2 separate regions of the Camelus dromedarius genome follow, and region 1 is linked to region 2. Evidence: chromatin contacts called from public Hi-C data. All regions are on one chromosome and are shown on one strand. Each heading gives the region's core, a stretch centred on a gene start, on an enhancer-like site or on the middle of the called end of the contact. The rest is flanking DNA. Distances are from core to core; before and after follow the strand shown.

The links. A called contact is a pair of places that touch in the nucleus more often than the background predicts.
Region 1: a contact with region 2 is called in a Hi-C map of muscle, with 2.8 times the contacts expected there. The contact joins the promoter of EPB41 here to the promoter of TMEM200B in region 2. A contact is called at or near these places in 2 of 2 Hi-C or Micro-C datasets (blood and muscle).

Annotation. Positions count from the first base shown.
Region 1 is chr14:51,126,669-51,131,841 of mCamDro1.pat, reverse strand. EPB41 (erythrocyte membrane protein band 4.1) reads left to right here and starts at 1,347. Exons shown (of 22, transcript XM_064493856.1): 1 at 1,347-1,499.
Region 2 is chr14:50,956,047-50,960,696 of mCamDro1.pat, reverse strand. TMEM200B (transmembrane protein 200B) reads right to left here and starts at 3,358. Exons shown (of 2, transcript XM_064493865.1): 1 at 3,255-3,358; 2 at 1-1,315. The coding sequence starts at 1,295. The coding sequence ends at 348.

The sequences.
Region 1 (5,173 bases), core at 98-2,597, 170 kb before region 2:
ATGTCAGCTGTGGGGTCCACTGGGCTAGGGACTGAAGGGATCTCAAGTGTCCAGATTTCTGGTTAAAGGAACCAAAGCTTCTGTGGTGCATTGGAGCCTGCCCACCTTTATCTGAAAGCATCCCCCAGATCTAGGGGATCAGTCAGACCCTCCTCTGCTATATTGTGAGCCTCTTGATGGCAAGGACCAGGGCCCTGAAGCCTAAAGCAAGACTTGATTCAGAGGAGGCTTCAGTGAATTTGGGGTGCAAAACATGAATTTATGACCTTGATATAACATTAACATCAATAATACTAACATTGTTTGGATGCTTACCCTGAGACTGGCACTGTTTTTAGTATTTCACATGTATTATGTCATTGAATGACATGCAGCTTATAAGTGGCAGTGTTGGGGACTGAGACCCAGGCAGTCTGATTCCAAAGCCCATCTGATAGGAAGATCACTGAAGTCATAGGAAGTCACTTGTCTTCAGTGGGCTTCAGTCTGCTCCCAAAAGGGATTAGCTCTTCATGGCTCTTCAACCTATAATATCCTAGGATCCTCTGATTCTGTGATTCCTCAACATGGAAAGAGGGATTTAGGTTTGTTCTCTGTGGGCAGAACTCCTAAAGGGCAGATTTGACCTTAATCTTAGGAAGAGCTTTTGAAGTCTCAGGACGTTTTAAAAGGAAGGAGGCCAGCCTGTAAGGTGGTGAGCCTCCTGTCATTGGAGGTATGTGAGCACAGGTCTGAAAATAGGTAGAGAGGAGGGAACTTGGACCAGTTACCATGTAAGCCCCTTCCAGCGCTGATGGGATGGATGATCAGGACGAGGAAAATCTCTGAGAAGCGTGGCAAGATGGGAATGAAGGGAACCAGAACCCACATTTACTGAAGCCACCTACTGTGTGCCAAACCTGTGCTTTGCACTTAACATATATCCCTAACTCTCAGGAAAACAATGTAAAATTCACAGGAAACTCAGATTCAGAGAAGTGACTGGCTCAAGGTCACACAGGTGGGACAGGTCATCCAAGTGTCCTAGTCAGGGTCACTTTCTTCGATCCCCTTCGACCAATTCCCTATTTCCCTTCCTACCCTTAGGGACAGCACCACGTGGCAAATTGCATCATACTTTTGCCATATGACGTCAGGGAACACAACAGCCAATACAGGAGCTTCCTGCTCAACCCTCCCCACACCCAGCGGGTCAACACGCGGCTGCCCTGAACTAGGCGTCGGGTCAGGCGGCACCTGCAGCCCCCGCCCCTTCCCGGTTGCGACGCTCACACTGCCGGACCCTGTTCCCCGCGCCGCCCTTCCGACTGGCAGTTGCCTGCGCCAATCAGAAGGCGCTGCGGGTCGGGGGCGGGGCCTCGCGCCAGAGTTGCCCTGTCAGTGCAGGTGGAGGCCCCCGGCGGGGCAAAGTGGCAGGAACCTCTTAAAGGGCGAGAGCTGCGGAGACCGAGAACGCGGCCAGGCCCGGCCCGGCCAGGTCCCCGCCCCGTCCGGCCCAGGTGAGCCTGGACCGCCTCAGGGGCGACCTCGGGCCCCCGGGAGGCACGGGATAAGAGACAGATGGCCCCACTCCCAAGGGCCCCGGGCTGTCCCGCTGGGTTGGGGGGGAGATCAGGGTCTAAGGATTGGGGTAGGGGTCTCTAGGGGTCCCGAGTCCCAAGTTCCGAATTGGGAGGTCTAGAGGGGCCTGGGCTGTCTCGAAGTTCAGGGTGCGGGGAGGGACAGGGGCGACAGGAAGGGGGTCTGAGAGCTCGCGTCCGGAGCTGGACGCTTGGCACTGGCGGTCCCAGCCGGTCCCGGGCCGGTCTGGAGCGTGGGTCCTGGGTTAGGTGCCGGCGGGTCGGTCTCTGCGGAGTGCTGCAGCCCAGGGCCCCCCGCAACCCCGCCCTATCGGGCCCCGCGTGCTCCTGCGGGGCCAGCCGCAGCGCCGGCCGGAGCAGACGGGAGGGCAGTGCGCAGCGGGAGGGGGCACCCGGGCCTGGGGCCCCGCGCCCCGCTCCGGCACTTACGTAACTGACTTTGAGTTTTCTGACTGAGGGACTCGCGAGCTGGGGCGCCGGCTCTGCCCGCCAGGGTGGCTCTCATGTTGCCGCCCCGGCCGCACACGCTCCCTTCCAGGCTTGGTTTAAGGGACTTCTCTCTGTCCCTGGTCTGCCGGGTCTCTCTGTCGGTCTCTGATTCCTGCTTGCTCTCATCCCCGATTCCCTGTGTCTCTCATCTCGTCTCTGAGTGGCCCAGGCTCTCCGTCTCCCTGTCGTCAGTCTTTCCCTAAGAGTTTTCTCGCCCTTACCTACACTTTCCAGCAGACCCCACCTCTTTGCGGTAGGGTGGGACTTCTCCCCTCCAGCAAACTGGAGGCGGGGACTTGTCCGGACCGACCTCAGCCCTAGCTTGCCCTAGAAGGAGGGAGGGGAGGACTACCCTGGTAGGGGTGGGGGAGATTACTCTGAGGCCCACAGCTTCTCCTGGGAGGGAGTGGCTGAATGTGGCCCCTCGAGTTCCCGGATTAGGGCTGAAGGTAGCCCCCGCTTTGCTTCTGGAACCCTTATCTTCAGGAGGCCTGGGGAGAGTCTGACCCCAGCTGGGGTTTAGGGCAGCTGGGAGTCCTTGTGAGAACTGCCTGGTGTCCGGTCAGGGCAGCTGCTCAGCTACGGAAGTGAAGAGGGAGGGGCCAAGGAGGGGCCAGAGCGCTGGCACAGAGCCCTTGAGGTTTCAGCATGCTCCCCACCTTCACCCCAGTTCCAGGCCTGGGGACTGTTCTTAGCAGGAGGTTGGGGGTGGGGAAGGGATCAACAAGAGGAGGCCAGAGGACTTTTGCATGGGGGGAGGGGGAGAGAGAAGTGACAGAGTCTCAGGTCTAAGGAGCACTGGCTGGGATCCTTCCCTGCCTTTCAGGCCTCTCTGGGTGACAGAGAAACAGACACCTCAGAAATAACTCCTGTACCCTGCTGCTGTTGGGTGCTTGTAAACAAGGTGTCATAGCAGCCATGCGGTGGGAATTGTTAATTCTGACTAGAAATGGGGAGGAGAGACTTTGCAGAGGGGGTGGAAAGTTTGGAAAGGAGAAGATCCTGAGGCTCTAGGGAGCAAAGAAGGGGGACAGAAGGGGTCTTCTGGTTCCCTGTAGGCTTTGCATGCAGCAGAACTAGGTTTGAATCCTAGTCCTGCCACTTCCTTGCTGTGTGACTTTGCATGAGTCGCTTCACTTCTCTGAGCCCTAGGTTCCTCCTTAGTCTGTAACCCAGACATTACATTTGATTAGCAGAATCAAATGAGGCAATGAGTGTGCAGTGACCAGAATGATAGCTGGTGTGGGAACAGGCCAGCAGGGGAGTTTCAAGAAGGGAATGGAGTGGGGATGCCCTGAGGTTTTCTCTATGTACATAAGAGAGTCAGGCAGGGCCTGCCAGGGCCTAGCAATGTGGGATGCGGGTGGAGTGCCTGGGTGTGTGGGTACCACTCAGTGAGGGGAGGAGGACCCACACCTGTTTGTTTCCTGATCAGCCCATCCCTGAACAGGCTGGCCTCCCTTCCGAAGGCCCCAGGTGCCAATAGAAGCTTCCAGGTTGCCCCACTCCCTAAGCCAGTGGGGGTGGGACCCCTGGCAGGGCAAGGCCAGCACCCTCTCTGCAGTGTGGATCCTGGCCCAAAGCCTGGCTGGCTGGGCTGGGCAGGAACATCCCAGCCTGGCTGGGAAGATGCTGACGTTGTACAGGTCTCTGGAGGCCCAGAGCTCTGCTGGCTGGAGTTGGGTGCAGCTGACCGGACCAGAGACAGAGGCTGGCCAGGGTGGGAGAGAGGAAGGGAGATGCAAGGAGAGACCCCTAGAGGGAGAGCCTGAGCAGAGCTGTGGAACCAGCAAGGAATTTCATGAGGTTATTCCCTAAGTCTTCCCTGAGCACCTACTGTGTGCCGCATATGGGTTTGCTAGCCAAAGAGCTGAATAGGATCCCCATGAAGGGCTCACCATAGAGATCATGGTGGCCTGAAATTTCTGGGGCTTCACAGAGTGGATCTTTATGATAGTCCCCTGGGGGGTGGGGCATTCGAGTTTCCCCAGGTCTGATGTTTATTAAAAGGGGCAGGATTGTACTCCCTGGTATTCTGTGGGCAGTTGTCTTCCTCCCTGGATCTCAGTTTTTCTTTCTGTGAAATGCAAAGGGCAGATGAGATCCTAGGGTCTCTAAGCATCTTCCAGCACCCATTACTACAGCCTCCAGGACCTGATTTGGGACTACCCTCATCCTACGTGTGGGGAGGGGAGAGAATGAGGCAAGGGCAAGGTGATTGTGATGAACCCTGAAGTCCTGTTCTTGGCCTGTGTTCTCTAATCATACCTAGAGCTGCAGCCTCTTAAGCACTTGCTGTACACGATGCTCTGTGTCAAGCCTTGAATTTTTTTTTTTATGGAGGTACCAGGGATTGAACCCAGGACCTTGTGCATGCCAAGTGTATGCTCTACCATGGAGCTATACCCACACCTCCTGTACCAAGCCTTTAATATGCAGCACTAACTAATGTAATCCTTACATCCTCATGAGGGAATAGGTGTTATCCCTATTCAGGGAGGAGAATTGACTTCACCAAAGTCACACAGCTAGGAAGTGGCTGGGCTGGGATTGTAACCTACATCTGTCTTACACCAAAGCACAGACTCAACTGAAAGGGGGAGCCTCTACCCAATAGGTTCTGAGGCACCTACATTGCTCAGCCTTGAACTGCAGAACCTGCCTGACCCCTGCTGGGTGAGCTCAGAGCTCTGGGATGTTCAGGCTGGGGAGTTGGGGGACAAGCTATTCAGGAGCCCACTGGGCCCAATGACAGGGGGACAGGAGCAGAGGGAGCACCTTGTGGGTCAGGGCCCCACAGGGAGTTTGCCCAGAGGGCCAGCCCCACCTGACTATGCCGGTGCTAGATCTGGTCACTGAAAGGCAACCCTGGGTACATGGCCAACTTTGGACCTCAGTTTCTTCATCTGTAAAGCATGGGTTTAGAGGGGTGAGTGCAGGCATTCCTTGGTCCGTGGGTTAGTGGCTGAGGTCGGCAAAGGGGTAAAGGGTTTGAGGAGGGGTCGGGTAGCAGTGGGCTGAGCCTTTGGAGGGAGAGTTTGGGTCAGAAACAGCTTGGACCCTGGGCTGTCTGAAAACAACTATTTCGGGTGGAGGTTGGAGAG
Region 2 (4,650 bases), core at 2,109-4,608:
TTAGGGTCCCTTGCCCACCACTTTGGATTTGCCAAGACACCAGGTACATCTCCCAGTCACCCTGGCCTGGACCTCCAGCTCCCTCTGGTACCTGTCCAGGGCTAAGGCCACTTTTGGAGGCTGAAAGAATTCCTGAGGCCGAGTCATGCTGGTCTCCAGATTCCACATTAAAACACATTCTCTCCAGCTTATTGAACCCTTGAGCAGTTGGCATTTCTCTGCCAATGTGCAAGTCAGGATGCCTTAGCAGCTGCTGGGGCCAGAGCATCCATCCCCAGTCTGGGATGTGACCGAAGCATCTACTGGACGTTGGGACTCCTAGTCCTGTTATGGTCCGTGCTGCAGCCTCATAGCAGGCTGTCCCCTGCAACTCTGACCCGGGCCCCCAAGTCCCCTCCTCCTCCCAATTTGGCATAGCCCCCCAGACTGAGGCGGTCCAGTCTTGGCCAGCTTCGGTGAGCACAGTCTCGAGCTGCTGGGGCCCCAAGAAGGAGGTCCCCAAGGCCCAGATCCAGAGACTTGGAATGTTCAATGCAGGAACCAGAAGGCTGTACGGTGATAATCACATGGCCAGTCTGGGTCCGGGGACCCCAGGGTGGGTGCAGCCTTGGACCCTTCAGCGGGTAACTGTTGAGCAGGGCAGGTAACCCCAAGCGAGGATTAGCAGGCTCCGAACGCAGGCTCCGCACTGACGGGACGGGTGAGGTACCCCGACGCGGAGACAGGTCCCAGCTTTCTGGCTCCACGCAGCCTATGGCTCGGGGAGTCCTAGGGCCGGGGCTGGGGAGGAGTGCGCAGTCCCAGCCCGAGCCGTCGGGGGGCCCGAGCGCCTGAGCCCGCAGCACCCCTTGGCGAAGCCGTCGCGTCTCTAAATCGCGGTTCTCGTAGAGCAGTGTGTTGGCGCAGATGAACACGAACAGGCCGACGCCCATAACCACGGGCCCAAGAAGCCGCAGCCGCTCGTGCGGACCATGGGCCCGGCCGGCGCCGCGACCCTCGCGCCGCAGCTCGCTGAGGTGGGGCGCGCTGGCGTTTGCAGCCCGGGGCCCCGGGACTCCGGCGCGGTGCGGCCAGTAGCCCGCTACGGCGATACCCATGCCCACCAGTACCACGAGCGCCCCCAGCGCCGCGAACGCCCCCGACGGCGAGCGCAGCCGCAGCCGCGCCCGCACCCGCAGAGGCTCGGGCGGGGAGCGCGGGCGCCGGCGGCGGCCCAGGCGGCGGCCCAGGCGGGAGACGCGGCCCTCGGGGCTCCTCCGCACCTCCCCGCAGTCTCCGGGGCTCCCGGCTGTCATCTCGCCGTCGTCTGGGTGCTCTGCGGAAAGAAGGTGGGAGGCAGGGACTGAACCGACGGGCCTAGGGTCGGAGCTCCAGGTAGGGGGCCCAAATCCGGGAGGGAAGATGGGGCTGCCTCCAGGACGCTTGGAGATCCCTGGCGGCCACCCCCGGATTTTCCCGGGCTGCGAGGCGGGGAGCCTCCCCGGCTCGGGTTTTCCGCAGCGGAGCTCCGAGCCAGGGACGAGCGGCAGAAGCCAGAGTTGGCCGGGCCTGCGGGCGGAGACGAAGGAGGGGGGCGCGGGCTGCTCCCTGGCGCATCCTGGGCTGCGGGGCTCCGGCCGCCTGCGCCCTCTTCGCCAGCTTGCGGGTCCCGGGGCTCGGGAGGTGTGGGGCCCCCGGCAGCGGCGTCTCCAGGGGTCCCGCCGGAGCTCGACCTCACCCCCGCACGTGGCTATACGGTGGTAAAGGAGGGAGGGGACACTCAGCCGCCCGGGTCCGCTGGGGTCGCTCGCGGGCCCCACCTCCCCCCTGCTGCGCTTCCTGTACCGCAGCGGAGGAAGGAGGGGGTGTCGAGGATTCCAGCCTCTTCCTGCCCGCCCCCTCCTTCCAGATCTCTTCAGTCAGCCCTGAAGCTGCAGCAAGAGAGACTTGAGCTAGACTCCGAGAAGACCGCTCTCACCAAAACCAGTGGCAGACTTTGCCCAGGATTTCTTTAAACTCCGCGAAGAAAAGGCCTCCCCCTCATCCAGCGGCCGGGCTACAGGGAGACAGGGGGCTGCGGGTGCCGGGCGCCGGGTCTTGCAGGGTGAGCTCCCCTCCTGGCTCTGCCGCCGGCCTGGGCAAGGCTGTTCCCCCAGGTTGCAGCGTTTCCAATTCGAGCTCCTCGGGATGAATCATCCCCCTTTCCCGCCGCCTGGCCTCCTTTGAGGCCTCCTCCGCCCGAGGCCTTAGTGGCCCGTGTCCCGGCCGGAGCAGCACCGCCCCTGCACCTCAGGCTGCCCCAGGGTCCCGGCCGCCCGGTTTAAGCTCCTCCCGACTGCTAGTCTGGATCTGGACTAGACAGGAGTAGCCGGGCTACGTGTGGCCCCTACAGAAAGGAGGGTGGGAGGAAACGGGGCCCCGGCCCAGGTGCCCGGAGCCGCAGGAGAGGACGGTTAGGACCTCACTGCCCAGTGGTGCTTCCTCACTGCCCCAGTCTGGTTTTTGAACAGCTCCCGCGCTAGAACCCGTAGCCGAGGTCCCAGGAAGGAGGCTTTGTTACCCTACTCACTCCCCATCCACACCCCCGAAACTCAAAGCAGGACACCCCATCCCTACCTCCAGCAGGAACGCTGAAAGCCGAGGGCCTAACACGGAGCCCCAGAGTCTACCGCGTCCAAAGCCTGGTGTTCACAGAGGGAAAATGCGGCCAGGGAAGGCAGAGGGACCTGCTGGGGTCACAGGCCACACAGGAAGGGGCTCCACGAGGACCCAACGCTGGGCACTTATCGGCACAGCCCGGGGAATGTCCTGGGAGGATGCGAGGCCCGTTCCCCTCTTGTCTCTGAGTGTGGAGCCCTTTCCTCAGCCCCAAAGTGGAGAAATGACCAGCTCACCCCAGGCCAGAGCTGGCGCCCAGGCTCCAGCCCCAGAAAGGTCATCCCTGAGCCCCCGCGGGCCCCGGCGGGGAGGGAAGGGGAGGCGTAATGAGAGATGGGGACGTGCTCAGACCCCGAGACTCTGGAGGGCATCAATCCATGCTGGGGAGCCTACGGAGGCAGAAACTTGGAGACACACTCCAAAAGTCTCATGTCGCTGGCAGTTGCTCGGGGCCCGGTCCCCGGCACTTTGGGGTCCCGCCTCCCCGCGCGTCCACACTCCGGCCCCAGGAAAAAGGAGGACCCAGCTCCCGCCTCCCGGGGCCTTTCCAGAGGGAGGGGCCAAGCAAAAAGTTGGGGAAAGTGGAAAGCAAACCCCAGGCCCCTAGTTTTGCTCACCTGAGGCCGCCGCACCGGGGTATGTCCGGGTCCGAATCCGCGCGCCGCGGCTAGCGGCACTGCCGCTGTCTCCGTGGAATCTTGGCCCCGGCCCCGCCCCCTGTCTTGTCCCCGCCCAGCGCCGCCCAGCCCCGCCCCCCGGGAGCCCAGGGGACAGTCTGGCCAGAACCCCGCCAGGCCTCACCGCTGGGACAAGGCAGCGACCCAAGTCTGAGGTTAGCAGGTAAGCCCTGTGTGCCTGCCCTGTGACTCGGAGGATCCGGGCGCCCGAGTCCCTGGCTAACGTCGTTCAGAAGGCCTGGGAGGGAGCCCTATTCCCACGTGGGGAAACTGAGATCCCGAGCCCGAGAGTTCCCTGCCCAGACTCGTAGCCTGAGCGAGTGGACAGAATTCGAAACCCTCACTTTTTGCCCTGTCTCTCAGGGTCCCTCGTTCCAGGCACCTGGAGAGGACTCTCGGGGACATCTGAGAACCCACAGATGCTCAGCTCCGTCCCAAGAGCTTCCCGGAGGAGGCGGCCCGAGTTCTTGCTCCGCCCAACCCCACAGCCCTCCTATGTGAAACTCACTCCTTCACCTGTAAAATGGGCATAGTGGTGTCTCCCTCTCATGATGCTAAGAGGTGAAAATCCAGCGTTGAGGGCGGGACACACAACATGGGGCGCAGCCCAGGGTAACCCCGCGAGCGCTCAAAGAAGAGTAATCACTTGGGGGATGGGTAAATGGAGATAAACCCTGTTCTCAGAGCTGAGTGAATCAAATGGAGTGTCCCGAGTCCTGCCGGCCTCCCTAACCTCCTCGGGGAAGATGCGCCCAAGCTGGAGTGGGGAGGCGGTGTTTGCCCGAAATCTGGGGGAGGTTTCGGAAAGCTTCAGTGTCCCCCGCGGACGGGCCTGAAGGGGGCGGCCCAGCTTTCGTTCCCCGCCCGCCCCCAGAGGCAAGAATGTGGAGCGGAGTGAGGGGGGTCGGCCTGCGGCCCAGTTTCCATGATGCTGGGGGCGGGCTCCGAGGAGGAGGAGTGGCGGTGCGGGCGGACTGCCAGGCTCCGCGCCCGCCCCCCTCATTCCCGCGGCCCGGCCGGGCCCCTCGGGAGGAATTTCCGGCCTGGGATTGATTATAACCCGCCCCTCCCCCGGCCGCGGAGACCACCCCCGCCAGCCCCCGCACGCGGGGAGCGAGGGGAGGGGGATGGGCGGTAATGAGACCCGGCTGTTCGCCCCAGGCGGGGAGGGGGAACTCGAGGAAGTCGCTGTTCTGGGCCACGCCACCCCGCAACGCGTGGCGAGCCGGGTCCCGGAGCCACACTGCTCAGCTATGCCTCGAACCCAGGCTCCGGCCCTCTGGTTCGGCCGAGACCTGGGGTGGCATCAGCGCCCGCGGGAGCCCCTCTCCCATCC